Regions from separate parts of the Zea mays genome. Here region 2 is linked to region 1. The links are chromatin contacts, called in public Hi-C maps. All regions are on one chromosome and are shown on one strand. The core of a region is the stretch at or near the end of the contact, and the rest is flanking DNA. Distances in the headings are between cores, read along the strand shown.

What was found. Hi-C and Micro-C count contacts between places; a contact is called where the count stands out from the background.
Region 2: a Hi-C map of ear shows a contact between it and region 1, with 1.9 times the contacts expected there. The contact joins the promoter of LOC103643996 here to the promoter of LOC606468 in region 1. A contact is called at or near these places in 2 of 25 Hi-C or Micro-C datasets (ear and tassel).

The regions. Positions count from the first base shown.
Region 1 is chr1:281,716,059-281,723,809 of Zm-B73-REFERENCE-NAM-5.0, reverse strand. It overlaps LOC606468 (calmodulin-like protein 4), which reads right to left and starts at 3,131. Exons shown (of 4, transcript NM_001301445.2): 1 at 2,861-3,131; 2 at 1,323-1,480; 3 at 1,149-1,229; 4 at 658-1,057. The coding sequence starts at 2,933. The coding sequence ends at 905. LOC100216638 reads right to left here and starts at 6,359. Exons shown (of 3, transcript NM_001143051.2): 1 at 6,277-6,359; 2 at 5,991-6,135; 3 at 4,076-4,620. The coding sequence starts at 6,107. The coding sequence ends at 4,324.
Region 2 is chr1:281,859,915-281,867,665 of Zm-B73-REFERENCE-NAM-5.0, reverse strand. It overlaps LOC103643996 (stem-specific protein TSJT1), which reads left to right and starts at 4,057. Exons shown (of 4, transcript XM_008667180.4): 1 at 4,057-4,396; 2 at 6,738-6,978; 3 at 7,076-7,196; 4 at 7,285-7,751. The coding sequence starts at 4,185. The coding sequence ends at 7,478.

The sequences.
Region 1 (7,751 bases), core at 1,882-4,381:
TTCACCTCATGATTTGAATCTTTTGAAAGCCGCAACCTTTTAGGGACGACTTCACATTTGGTATTGAATTCACTACTTGCGAGAGCTATAATGTTAGATTGCAGAAACAAAGAGGAACCATTCATGATTCAGAAGAAATTAAAATGGCTGAGCGCTGAAATGACTAGAAAAGACAACATAGATTCTTAACATAAATACAATCATCAATGAAGGAGTATATCATGTGCAATCAATTATATTGGTGTAACCATGTAATTAAACAATCTGGTGTATTTAATCAAAATTCAATAGTGACTATTATATTATATTTAACTCATTTCAACTGAAACATATAGCTATTTTATATTTAACTTCTTCCCCCTAAAATAGCAGTGACCGTTGAATTTTGATTGAATGCAACAGATTGCTTAATTGCATGATTGCACCAATGTTCCCCGATTGGGGTACTAATTGTTTAAATTTGACGTCAAAATCAACGCAAGTCAAGGCCTAATCCATATCTTAGCGTTTTACGAACTAGATTAGCAGGCTCTTGATGCCACAACAGTAGAGTTTACCATATAGGATTTGCAATCTAATTGACGTTGGACACATTAGTGGACTGGGGTCTGGAGACTAACTGTAATTTTCATGGTAGTTCGCTGTCGGTAAACCTAGTAGAGGTCGTCAATGGATCTTCCTCCTGCTATTTATCGTAACAAAATAAAAGCCACCTATCTAAATATTCATCGTATACATAAGGCCGTTGGCCACCCGTTAATGAGCGTGAGATCACTTTTCCAACCTCCAACACTTCGAATAACACGATCATAGTACTAAGCATACAATTGCAATTTACAGTAGTAGATTTCTGACAGAAGAATCCAACCAAGACGACTACTAGTTCCACACCACATCGCGCCCTTCACCCAGATATTTTCCGCTCAGCGTTCTTCATCATGAGAACGAACTCATCGTAGTTCACCTGACCGTCACCGTCGGTGTCTGCTTCCCTGATCATCTGTTCAACCTCCTCGTCGGTCATCTTCTCCCCGAGACTGGTCATCACCGTCCTCAGCTTCACACACCAAGTCACCAACACGAAAGCAAGGATGAATGGAAACAGCTAGCTAGCATGGTCCGAGGTTGCCGAGGCACAAAGAGACTACCTCAACCGGGGAGATGAAGCCGTTCTGGTCTTTGTCCAGGACCTCAAAGGCTTCCTTGAGCTCTTCGTCGCCGTCGCCATCCTGCAAGCAACGAAGCAGGTGTGCTGTCAACTTTCGGACTGCGATGGTTAATTTCGGGAGTATTCGTGATAGACAAATGAGAGAGAGACTCGCCTTCATCTTCCGGGCAATGAGGCTTAAGAACTCCTGGAAATCGATGATCCCATTGCCGTCCGTATCGACCTCGCTCATCATATCATTGAGCTCCTGATCGCTCGGGTCGAGACCGAGGGAACGGGTGACTGCGGCCAGCTCTTCCATGGTGATGCATCCTACACTTGGCAAAGTTTACATTCCACCTGTCAACTACTCGTAGAAAAGAAAAGCCTGTGATTGCACTACGCTACGCACACAGGTCTCAGCAGAGATCCAAGCGTGGGGTCAGGAGTCCAATGCAAGACGACGAGTGGAAAGGTTGGTCAGAATTTTTTCGATTTTCTCACGGGTTTTTTTTTAGTCAAAACCGTTTTGAAGCCGGAGAGCGCCCCCCCCTAAAACAGGTATAAAAGCATCTCCAAAATAGTTCGTCAAGTCAACTTTTGGCTACTCAACATCAAAATAACTATCTAAGAGACTGGTCATCTGACTCGTCAAGTTATCCGACTTTCCAAATTAGCTCCCTTACTAGCCAAACTTGTCTAGCCAATCTAACTAGCTAAACTAGATAGATAGATAGTTTATCGAGATGAGATGTTACATATAAAATATAACCTTTATGAAAAAATAAATAAAGAGTTAAGTAAAGAGCTAAAATAAAAAGTCCCCGAGAAATGCTCTAAGGAGTTGTTGGGAGATTGTGATCTGCTCATATTATATAATCTAACTTATTTTAAAAAAAAATAGTTTAAAAATAAATTAGATTATATAATTTGTTTGGGATTATAATCCCAACCAAATAGACTCTAAAGCTAGAGTATGATTCGCTACTTAAATATGTGCGGGTCATGAAGCAAATGACCCATAATATCAACACTTCAACCGGAAGCATCACAAAATATAGTTTCCAAAGACGTGACGGGGATTACTCACAGGAAATATTTAAGACCTTTGTGGAAAGCAAAACGGAGCCAATAGCAAACCCTTTTTTTCTGTCACAGCCAGAAAGGTCCTTTGACTACAAGGAGCTAAAAGAGTTGGTAGTAGTAATACAACACATTTCTGTCACCACTAATAGATAGTAGCTAAAAGAACTTTCAAGGAAGCATCTCGCCGCAAAATAAAAGGCCCGGACTACTAGATAGTAGCTAAAAGAATTTTGGTTAGATATAAGGAAATCCAAACAAGGTCTGATGATTGAGGTTAGAACCGATTGCTCTCTATTGACAATTTTTCTCCTTTGTACTAGAAAAAAGCCCGGACTCAACTCAAGTACTCAACTATAGGGATGCGGTAAAAATTCTGGTTAATATCTTACTAATCAAGAACTGTGAAGAACAATGGATATGACATGTGCCGCGTAAGCCTACCACATGCTGACATGCAGAAGAGTAGCATTGCTTCCAAAACCCAGCAACTACAAGTCTAATAACTAGGCAAGGGAAAACAAAAGAAACGTACGATCTGAAGAACAAGCACAAAAATCAAATAAAAAGCAAGCTAGTAGCTAAGCCATCAGCCATGGCGAGAGAAGACGGTAGGAGAGATAGAGATACCGTCGCCGTTCTTGTCGAAGAGCGAGAAGGCCTCCTGGAACGCGAGCCTCTGCTCGTCCGTCAGCCCGTCCATGCAACTGACAGCAAGGCACTATACGGGACCAATGCCAGTTGCCAGGTGAAGGTAGGTGAAGGGGTAGTAGACTAGTAGGTATGTATGCTGGTGCTGAGGAGCGAGCTGATATAAAAAGGGTGGGAGAGGTGGGGGAGTAGGGGAGGGAAGCGGGGCGGAAGCATCCTGTGATTGGAAACCTAGGGCGAGTGAATAAAGATGACTGGACGGTGGCCTTTGTGGGGGAAAAAAACACGGCGGTCTCGTGGTTTTCCTAGTCATTTCCGGCGCTTTGCCCGCGCCTCCGACTCAGCACAGCGGTTCAGCCAGAGGCTTGAGAGAAAAGGCGCTACCATTTGTGCCACGCAAGGCCTTGCTGGAACTGTGGCGCCATAAACAGCAGGTGAATTGCAGCAGGAGGCAGCGAGAGCCGAGAGGCGGTCATGGAGAGATGTTCCGAGATGCAAGTACAGAGTAACAGCTGGCTTGATTTTAATCCGTATCGGCTTCGTTTTGTCTCTTGTCTCTACGGATTACAACCATAATAGTCCGAACAGCTATCTTTAATCTGCTTGATTTTAATTAGTACCAGTTTTTATTGTTTCTGCAGTGTTTTGTCTCTATAGATTACAACCGCAATAGTTCTGACTTTAATCCGCGAAGCGAACAGCCTTCTGTGGTGAACCCTGTTTGTTTGGTCAGGGGGTGCTGGAATACTGTAATTTGATTTCAAAAGACGTGATATATATGGCGCAGCATCGCTCCTTGGTTACAGTAGCTGTAACACCATACCAGACCACCCTGGAGTAAGAAAAAGTCATTACTTGTGGTCAGTGGAGTTTTCATAGTGCTGAAAGAATACCAATGAATTCTTAGGAAAACTGCTCAATACATAGATGATGACTGCTTTATTTGCCGTCGTCATCCAGAAGAAACCCGGCGGTTCTAATAAATGTCATCCACTCACAGAGCAACTTACGACAGCCAAAAAGAAAACAAAACGGAACCATGACCACACAGCAGGCAGGTAGCAGAATACAGACGGTTGCTCACGCATTCAAGCAACCAACCAGCACAGATGATAAATCTGAGCCCCCCAGCACTCCACAGGGCTACCAACATCATATTATAAGTGTAATTGCAGCTAGAAAAAATTGTAAAAATAAAAACAAACCACAACATAAACCGAATAGCAGTAGTCACATAACTAAATAAGCATCCAGGTTTGCACCCCTGAAGTTAACAACTCAACACAAACACAATAACCAAATAACTGATGAAGCAGTACCAGGCAAGCGTTACACAGAGGAGCTCCAACCTGACAGCTCAACTAAAACCTACAGGATGACAAGGACTCGCCGAGGAGCGCACAGAAGTCTAGTTTAAACTAAAGATGCACATCCCCTAGTCTTCACTCCTTGGAGGACTTGTTGATCAGGGACTTGTGAATGTGCGGGATGACACCTCCGCCTGCGATGGTGCCCTTGATGAGGGTGTCCAGCTCCTCGTCTCCACGAATGGCTAGCTGCAAATGGCGAGGGGTGATACGCTTCACCTTCAGATCCTTGCTAGCATTCCCAGCCAGCTCCAGAACCTCGGCAGTCAAGTACTCCAGGATGGCAGCGGAGTAGACGGCTGCGGTGGCACCAACGCGACCATTTGCCTGAGTCCTTTGCTTCAGCTGACGGTGGATACGCCCAACAGGGAACTGAAAGCATAGCAGTGAATATTAGCAATCGTGTATCAAAGCTAAACTCTGCAGAGCAACATCGTAACAACAAACTCAAATCTAGTTTATTTGAACCACTTAGAAAGGCAGTCCTGGTGCAGTGGTAAGAGCTATCTCCCTGAGTCACCAGGTCGCCGGTTCAAATCAGTGAATATTTGCCTAGGTTTACATCCCACATACATGGGAACCTCCGTCTTTAGGTCTTCCCTTTTTTAATGTATTTGCACCACTTAATCAAACCACACCAACATCAAGGTTGTGTTTAGTGGACCATGAACTCCAAGAATCTAGTGACTACAAATAATAATACGTACTCCATCCGTCTCCTATCTTAACGTCACGAAGGTTTGTCCTAAGTCAATTTTTAAAACTTTAACATTTAATAACAAAATATTCATAAATATTGACTAAATAAAAATGGAACTATTACATTTATTATTAAAACATCTACCACAATACATAATTTTTAATTTTAAAATAATTATTCTTATAGATATTGTTGGTCAAAGTTTCAAAAGTTTGACTTAGGACAAAACTTCGTGACCTTGAGATAGGGAACAAAGGGAGTAAGCATAAGGCTAGACAGTCAATAAGAAATGCCTGGTCAGCAACACCATGTAAAGACAAACAGGTTCCACCGACAGTGAAAATTATGCGACAACACCCAAGACAATGTACGACACTTCGCATGGAGGATAGTCTAGTACTATTGATGGATCAGGTCCCCAAGATTTCCCTTTCCATCTCGTCAGCCCACCAAATACCCATTTCCATGCAAAGGGAAAGGATTGCTGGAGTACCATTTACCCGTCAGGAGTTTCGACCAGATAATCAATCAATCATCACAAAATCTCGCCTGCCCCCAAACACATGTCAATAGCAGACCGCCTCAGCACCACTGCAAGTTATAAAACCCTAACATAGGCTGAAATCATAACCTACCAGAACCTACAATTGCTCAAAAGAACATACACAATCATGTGCACGGTAGCCCACATAACACAGCAAGACAAAGACCAAGCTCTGCTTTAGATCTACAATCTGGGCATAGCAATAGAAGCCCTAAATTCTCAAAAAAACCTGACGCAACTAGCGAGCGCAACCTTTTCAAAGGCGCAGCTCATCCAACTCGGACGCGAATCTAACGCCTGTCGATATCATTCGGCGCCACAGCTAACCGTACGAAACCTCAAATTGTCAAACCTAACGCGCATGACTCCGCATAATACACAAATCGCATCAGCTACGCCCGTGGCAGTGCAAATCCAAAAGAGCGATCCCTAGCACGCGCGGCGCGCAAAGAAAAGAGAGCCCAAAGCACAGCACGCAAGGAGGAGGCCGCAAGTCACCTGGAGGCCGGCGCGGGAGGAGCGTGAGATTGGGGCCTTCTTCCCCTTGTCCTTCTCGGCGGACTTGGCCGCCGTAGTCTTCGCGGCGAGCAAGCCTTTCCCTCCCTTCCCAGCCATCGCCTCCGCTCCGAGGAAACTCGAGACACTGCCGCAGAAAAAACAGAATCCGACGGCGCGCGGGCCAAATCAGCGAAGATTGAGGGGCGAATCGGTCGGATCTCGCCGCCAATTCGGGAAATCAAACGGCGAATCGGGCGCCGGGGTCAGAGCGCGGCGGAAGCCCTACCTGAGTTTTCGCCTTTTCGATTCCGTCCGACTCCAGACTCCTCACGCACGTCACGCTAACAAACAGTTTTTTTTTTCGCCTGTGCGTGGGGTGGGTGCGGCCGACCTTTTATATGCAGTGAATTCTATCCAACACCTCTAACTAGGCAGATATTCTCATAATTTTTTTTGCGTAGCAGTTGGGAGTTTTGGATTGATCGGTCACAGAGCCTAGTTGAGTGTGCGGTTTCAAAATAAAGTGGGGGTGGCATTTGTAAAAGTCAAAAGGGAAAAACTCACGTCAGGTCGCATGCTAGTCGCTTGGGTTATAAATGGTACTTGCGTTATCGGTTCGTATTCGATTTATTTAATAGCTTGTTCGATTATTTTTATTTCATCGTGGATTAGAGGGACTGGATAGTGTTAAAGATGGATTTTAACTTGTTATATATTTAAACCGATTTAATATTATTCAATCTATATAGAATCATATCAAAACGAACAAATCTTAGGCCTTATTTGGGTAATCTCGTATTCATCACAATCAATGGGTATTGGGGTGGATTGACATGTAATTTAAACTAATTTACACTCCTATTCACCTCAATATATGTGGATTGAGTGAATATAAGAGTATCCAAACAATACCTTAAGAGTTTATTCGGTTGCATATGGATCTAAATAGATTGAAGTGGATTAAATCCATCAATCCCCTTCGATCTAGACGCAACCAAACAAAGCTTAAGGTTTTGTTTGGATACTCTCGTATTCACCTTAATCCACAGTATTGATGTTGATTGAGGTATAAATTAAACTAATATACATCTCAATCTACATCAATACATTTGTGGTGAATACGAGAGTATCTGCACAAGGTCTAAAAGGGATGAAGTCCGAGTTCGGGTATTTAATATTTGGTCTGTATCTTTTATATATATATATATATATATATATATATAGGGTAGGTATAACGGGAGCCCTGGGCTTCCAATAGTTAAAGGAAGCTCAGGTCGATCATCCCTGCAACCTGGTTCAACCCAGCGCACCGACTGGACCAGGCTGTCGGTTGCACCACCCGCGCCCACGTCTCTGCGCGCAAAAAAGGAATGCATGCATGAGTCAAACACATCCTCTTGCATGCGCATAAATTTAGGAAAGATACGTGTGACGATTTCTATTTTTAAATGCTTTATTTCCTCCATAAATTTAGGATCTCTGCAACAGCCATGCAACTAGACTCGTAAGGACCATTTTATGATATGTACTGCTACTAAATATGCTATCCTATGTAGATAATTATGCAATTCAGTATACTACGTAAAAATCTGTTACCAGCTGCATGTACACGAATTTATGATAAAAATAATGTGCAACGAAAGGAAATAAATTGCACGCATAGAAACAAAAAATCGTATTTAATGTTTTATTTCCTTCATAAATATAGGATCCCTCCAACAGCCATGCAGCTAAACACATTAGATCTAGTTTATGATATAT
Region 2 (7,751 bases), core at 2,808-5,307, 140 kb before region 1:
CACCAAAATTGATTATACGTAATGTTTGAAGCCATTTCCCTTTCAGTGTGCCCTCACTCTTATTTTTCTCTGGGTCCGCCCCTAGTGGGGGAGGCTATAAATACCCCAACCGGCCATTTGGAGGTGTGGGAGCCCAAGCAACACACCAAGGCATATTATTGACATTTCCAAGTGCTCAAACACTCAAGTGCTTAATAGAATCACTCAGTGATTAGCGTAGGTGCTTTGCGAAGTGTTTAGGTTAGTTAGACCGCTTATGCGCTTGCTATAGGTGAATCCTAGTTAGTGAGTGAGTTTAATAAAACCACACAACCCCTCGGCTCTTGTGTGAACCATTGTCATTGTACTGAGTGGGGCGAGAGTCTTGCGAGACCGTGACAACCGCATTTGTGTCACGACCGCCACTATGTACCGGAGGAAACGAGGCTCGTGGCGTTTTTGACCGGAAGCTCGATAATGGAGACGGCGGGGAGCGTCCGTGAAAGGGAAATTGGGTTAACCATTTCCTATAACTAATTTTTGGTGGTTGATAGTCAACACAAACACATGGTCTAACTACTTTGTCTAGAACTCATGTGTTACAGGTGCATAAGGTTCAACACAAACCAATAAAAAATTCAAGTTAGGGACTCTATTTGAAACGGAGCAAAGGACTTGAGTGTGCTGTAGAATGACGCACCGGACTGTCCGGTGTGCTACCGGACAGTGTCCGGTGCACCAGGACTGTATAGGTGTCAACCAGCCACTCTCGGGAAAATGAAGGCACGCTCTGCTATAATTCAATGGACTGTCCGGTGTGCCATCGGACTGTCCGGTGAGTCAGCGGGCAACGGTTATCCAGCGCCAATGGTCGACTCTGCAAAGTGCTACAGTGAGCTACAGTGCCGCGGTAGAAGTCAGAGCAGGAAGTCAGAGGGGCACCAGACTGTCCGGTGCCGCAAGAGGACAAAGCTCCAACGGTCGACTTCGCTCCGAACCCTAACGGTTGGGTGACGTGGTGGGGCACCAGACAATGCACAGTGCCTGTCCGGTGGCGCACCGGACTGTCCGGTGGCGCACCGGACTGTCCGGTGCGCCCATCGCCAGCAGCCTTTCCAACGGCTACCCAAGTGGTTGGGGGTTATAAATACCCCCAACCTTTACAACCTTTGGCATCCAAGTTTTCTGAGGATCACATTCAATACAAGAGCTCTAGCATTCATTCCAAGACACAATACAAAAGATCAAATCTCTTCCAAGTCCTAAATTCATTCCAAACACTTAGTGGCTTGTGTGAGAGAGATTTTTGTGTTCATTTGCGCTCTTGTCGTTTGGATTGCCTTTCTTCTTTTCCTATTCTTATTCTCAAGTGCTTTGTAAGCAATGCAAGAGACACCAAGTGTGTGGTGGTCCTTGCGGGGTCTTAGTGACCCGTGAGATTAAGGAAGAAGGCTCACTCGGTCTAAGTGACCGTTTGAGAGAGGGAAAGAGTTGAAATAGACCCGGTCTTTGTGACCTCCTCAACGGGGACTAGGTTCTTTGGAACCGAACCTCGGTAAAACAAATCACCGTGTTCACTCGCCTTATTTCTTGGTTGATTGGTTTTACCTCTCTTTCGGACTTGAATTTAAATCTAACGCTAACCCTGGCTTGTAGTGTGTGTTTAGAGTTATAAATTTCAGGTTTCGTCTATTCACCCCCTCTAGGCGACTTTCAGTCCGAGAGGAGCCGAAAGCGGAACACCTCTTGCGCATGGAGAAAGCCCGTGACTCTCTACGGAGTTACTCGGCCGAGGTGCTTGGCCCTTGCGTGGTCTTCCCTTTGCGTAGGGGCATCAACGAGAATTAGTCGGGACCTTGCGTGGTTCCGGATACCTCGGTAAAATACAGGCGTCATCCACGAGAGTTTGCATCTTTACCTTGCTCTTCATCTTCCACATTTACATTAAGTATTTGAGTTTCAAAGTTGTCTTCTTGATAGATTATTTAGATTGAAACTTAGCCTTTGCGGTATAGATAGCAACACTTAGACAAACCTAGTTTGCACATTCTAATTCAATTATTTGTATAGTTTTGCTCTAGGGATTTATTTGTGGCCTAGTTTAGAAAGAGTTTTTAAAAGTCCTAATTCACCCCTCTTAGTCGTCACCGTTTCCTACAGCCTGGAAAAAAAGCTCGAGCTCGATGAGCCGGCTCGGACTCGCAGCGGCTCGACGCTTAGAACGAGCCCCAGCCCGAGCCGAGCCTGTTTCTGTGACTCTAAAAAAGAGCGAGTCAGCTCAGCTCGATTCGCTGGGGCTCACGAGCTGGCTCGTGGCTCGATCCAACAAAAATTTGTTACGTAAAATTCTAATTAGGATATAGTGTCAATACCAAATAGACGATTAGTTTATGTTATTTAAAATTACTATATAAAAGTAATCTATTTTCTATATTGTATTAGTAATGTATTTATTTTACTAATTTAGCACATGTTACTTAAATTATTTTTTAAGATTTTGTATTATAATTTGGAGGACGAGTTCACGTTTATGGTCAAGCTCGTTGGCTCGACGAGCCGGCTCGCGAGCAGCAACGAGTCGAGCCTACTTTTTAGGCTCGCCAAAGAAGAGCTCGACTCGTTACTTGACCGAGCCATAGCGAATCGAACCAAGCTCGGCTCGGCTCGTTTCCACCGCTACCCACACTTAGCTCATTGGTCGCACCGTCACATCCACATTTATTACGTCACCACAACAAAAAAATTAGTGTTAGAACTTATAGTTTCTTTAAGTGATTTCTTAGTAGGGTGATAGCTATGAAAAACACTTAATAGTTTTTGGGTTGTGACTTCTCTAAAAGTAAGGTTAATAATATAGCCAATTTTTAGCTATAAGAATCTTTATAGCTTATCTTATAGCTTACATGTATAATGGTTAGTCCTTCATAATTAATACATAATTCACTTGTCTCTCATGAAATTTTTTGAAGCCTCAGATTAAAGTCAGCTGTTTAGACTGCTGCTGCTGCAATTCATATAGACAAAAATATTTTAGAAGCAGTAGAGACTGGTATAGATTAAAGCCAAATAAACATGTATACTTTCTCTAATCGCACCATCAGTGCTTATCAGCTGGAGCCGGACAGGTAGCAGAGACTAGAGAAGTAGAGAGTCACGAGGTGCGATGGCCAGGTGTTGAAAGCATCGCTTCAACCGACAACCGGGCTTTACGGATTGGTGAGAGGGCATGATCAGTCTGCATGTGCTTATTATAAAAAGTTGCACAGCTGATAATCCGCAGTCCTATATACACTTCTACACGTCAGCGTGCGGTGGAATGCTGAACGTAAACTGGATAAGGATATTGCTTATCCAGATTCCTCTAGACCCAACTCGCCCGAATCGAATCTCCCGTGACATCTTCTGAATTTTAGTGGCTTATGAATCAGGTGAAAAAGCGAATAATCCTACAGCTGCTTTCTGAAACAGAATAAAATGGCAGCTGTATCCCCTGGATGCTACGATTCATACCCCGCGTGATGAAAATATATAAAAAAACACGCACATACACTGCGATCTCTCTGGTTGAATAGCAAGAGAATTTGATCATAGGCTAGATATAGTTGGAGAGGATAATAAGTTCTAAATTTTATACTATAAAATTTCAAAATTAGATCGTATTTAGATCAGGCACTAATTCTATTTATTTTAAACTAAACTTTATTAAGACTTAAATGAATCATGAATATCTTGATTGTGATCCATTATCATTCCTAAATGCCATCTATCTTTATTGAGGGACATGACCATTTTCATCTGTTAGCTCAAACTGAGCAGGGTTTGCGAGGTCATTTTACCCTTTTTCGCGCGTGGTGAAATATTAAAAATAAAACTACATCTGGATAAACAAGAAACTTCCCAAACTATTCATAGACTACGATTCGTCTTGATCTTGCATCTAAATATTCCATTCCGAAAATAAGTAATCGTAAAGATGTCTCTATCTGGTCAGGAAAAAAAATGTTTGTTAAAAGATCCTACGGACCGACCAAAGGGCAAAATGGGAAACGAAAAAGAGTCTATATAGTTGACTTGTGGGGGCTTGTGGCATTCAGAGTTTCCGTGCCGTAGCAACAGACAAGGGAGAGTGGGAGACTAGCGCAACAGGACAGCGCACGGAAAGCGAGGGGAGGGGAGACGGAGAGGGCGCATCGGACGGCGGCGAGATGCTGGCGGTGTTCGATCCCACGGTGGCCAAGTGCCCGGAGGGTCTCCGCAGCCCCCCGGTCGCCGGGGCGGCCGCTGGAGCAGGCGGGGCCGGCGCGGGCGCGCTGATGAAGGGCTTCTCCGACTCGCACGACGGCGCCGTCACCGTCAGCCTGGGCCCCTCCGGCGCGCTGGCCTACTCGGCGGCCAACCAGAGCCCCCTCGTGCCAAGGTGCTGTGCTCTCCTCTCCGGCCCGTGCTCGCTGGCTTTGCCGAATATGTGCTCGTGACGCCTCCGCGTGATGCGAAAATGGTTTGGTTCGTGTTCGTTCGTGTGCTTCGGCTGAGGTTCGGTGATGTGATCACTTACTGGAGGTTGGATTGGAACGATCTGTGGAGATCTTCCCCTTTTTTCTTTAGTTTATTGGGGATAGCGAACGGCTTAGGCTTCGACCAGTGCTGCGGATGCTTTCCACGCCGATTTGAGGAGATATTTCTTGCGTTTTGTGTACAGAAGGTTTGTTTTCGTGATGGTCTTAGTCATATGGGTATAAACTTGGGTCGTTATTTTTGTGGCTTAGTTGTTGGTCATGCTCTTCTAGCTAGTTGTGTCTAGATCTGCTCCAAAAGTTTGTAGAGTCAGCACGTTCGCAATTTTTTTTCATGAACCAGCACACGTTTGTGATGAACGCTGTGCGCTGTACGAATTTGAACATAGGCTGTTAGATGTAGTGTTGGTTCATGACTATAAACTGCTTGATCAGTCGAGTTCTCTGTAAGTTGTAGGGATGGCAATGGGTACCCGAAACCCGAAACCCGATGGGTAAAAACCCTATTAGGGCACGGGTATGGCGGATTTTGATACCCATGGGTATTTTATTGGGTCATTTGTTATGCTCATCGGGTACGGTGGGCGTGGGTATGTTCTCTGTTGCCCCATACCCGCTACCCGATGGGGAACCCGCTAATATATGACACGTGGGTCCGGATTTATATGTCTCATATAAAATGAAGTCTTATATATTCAAATATTAAGTATTGTGTATTGAACAATTAGATTTGAAGGCATGATTTTGTCCACAGTTTTGTAGAATCAATGCTATGTTTTGTGTGATTTGAAGGCATGATATTGCCATTTAATGTTGAATATCGTTGAACCTGTGATAAAATTATGTTGGGTTCGATACATTTGTTATGCCGATACTTATTTTTGTGATTCAAATGATCATGTCTATCGTAATGTTAATGGGTATGGGTACCCGATGGATACCCGCTACCCATGGTGGGTATGGGTATGGCGTAATTTTGTACCCATGATGGGTAGTGGGTATGGGTATGGGTCAATTTTTTCCTAGTGGGTATGGGTATGGCTTTGTGTGCCCACTGGGTACCTTACCCACTGCCATCTCTAGTAAGTTGAGTGTGTGGATTCATGAACGCATTGATTCACACCCACCTACACGCCACAACTGATTTAGCGTGCTCCATTTTGACGTCGTCCTGAACTTACAGTAGTGCTGTTTCTCAGGTAATATTGACTGTGCTAGATTGGATTATTTTCAAATAATACCTGGAATCACTTTACTTAAGGGATGCTATTGGTTCTAAAATGAAGTTTGGCAATCCATTTTACAGCAACTAGGGAAGAAGAAAGAAGATTCCGAGTTCTCTGTACATTTGAAGTCACATGACACGGTCATTTACACATTATACACATTCAGGATGCATGTACTTACATTAGATTTGTCGAGGGGTTGATGTTTTTTCACCTCATCCTGAGTTATTTAGTCCTAGCTACGGATTCAAGTTCCAGGTCCAATCGTCTCATCAGGCATATAGGATTGTTATCCAGCATAAAGAGACCTCCCATTATTTTGTGGAGACAGGCATGGGTATGAGTCTATGAGAACTTTGGTTGAATCTTCTGTATTGCTACTCTCTTTTGCATGCTCTCTATGTTACATATGTTATTTGAATATCTGTCATTGTACTGTAAATATTTCACAGTTAGACAGTGATGGGTAGGATGGCCAATAGCATTGGCCATGCCTTGTTGGCACAGCTGGATTACGTGTCAGTTTGACACTTATAAGCATTGTTCCTTGTCAACCCAAACAGGGATGACGGTGACAGGTGATGTTTATTATGTAGTAACGCGTAGTTCCAACGTTTGAAAATGGTTGTGGGCCTGTCGGAACTCGGAAGTCGACTCCCTTTAAACCAAACCGATGTATTGTACTTTAACCTATTACTCGTATCAGTTTTGTGGAATACACAACAGAATTAGCACTGTTGGGCGTTCTAAATAGAAAACAACATAATAGTAAGTCTGCTTTATTTGAAGCATCATGCTATTTGTGCTGAGAAAGTCAATCTCTGGAAGGAACTGTCTCAGACTGGTTTTTTCATGGAATTTCTTTTAAACAAGACCATTTTGACAGAAAAAAATGCATCGCAACACATACACACTTCTCAAATCGTGATTGACCCTGAGAGTTCTTCTGTTATCTTGTATGTCGACACAGTTGAGTGAATTACATATAGCTGACTCTGCGCCTTGTTCTCCTGCCCAGGTTGTTTGGTGCTGTGAATGACATCTTCTGCTTGTTCCAAGGGCATATTGAGAACATTGCCAACCTGAAGCAGCATTATGGCCTGAGCAAGACTGCAAATGAGGTGACTATCCTCATAGAGGCCTACAGGACCCTGAGGGACAGGGGCCCTGTCCCAGCCAGCCAGGTTGTGAGAGACCTTAGTGGGAAGTTCGCGTTCATCCTGTATGACACCCTGTCGAAGTCTACCTTTGTTGCTGCTGTAAGTTCACCTATTGTAATCCACTTGTTTCTTGAACCTTACCTTTGGTTGGTTGTGGCTTGAGCCTTGAGTTGCAATGTCATATGTTTAAATGCAGGACGCTGATGGTAGCATCCCTTTCTTCTGGGGCGTTGACTACGAAAACCACCTTGTGTTCTCTGACGATGTTGGGATCCTCAAGACAGGCTGCGGCAACTCGTACGCTCCATTTCCTAAAGGTAACTACTACAACAGAACAACATTCCTCTATTCATTCTTTGTGCCCGATCATCTACTTACCATAGTTCGTACATGTCCACCCCTCAGGTTGCTTCTACACCACCTCCGGTGGGCTGCAGAGCTTCGAGCACCCGTTGCACGAGGTCAAGGCGGTGCCACGCGTGGACAGCCAAGGCCAGATGTGCGGCTCCATCTTCAAGGTCGACAGCGAGAGCAAGAAGAAGCAGGACGCTAGCATCCCCCGCGTCGGCAGTGCTGCCGACTGGTCCAACCAGTTCTGACCATCTTCTTGCCATCCATTGTCCCGGCTAGTACGAGGTGCAGAGCTGTGTATCTGATGAATCCATGAGACGATTTCTGCTACGTTTCTTGCACGCTTGTCGAACACTGTGAGACTCACATCGCGCTCATCTACGCTACGTGTAACTGATACTAATGATACGGAGTGTTCCAGGTGGTGGTAGATGTACTGCAGAATCTATCTCCCATGTTTCAATAAACCTGAATAAGGTGCTCGGTTTGGATCTATGCATTTATGATTCTAGTACTTCTGA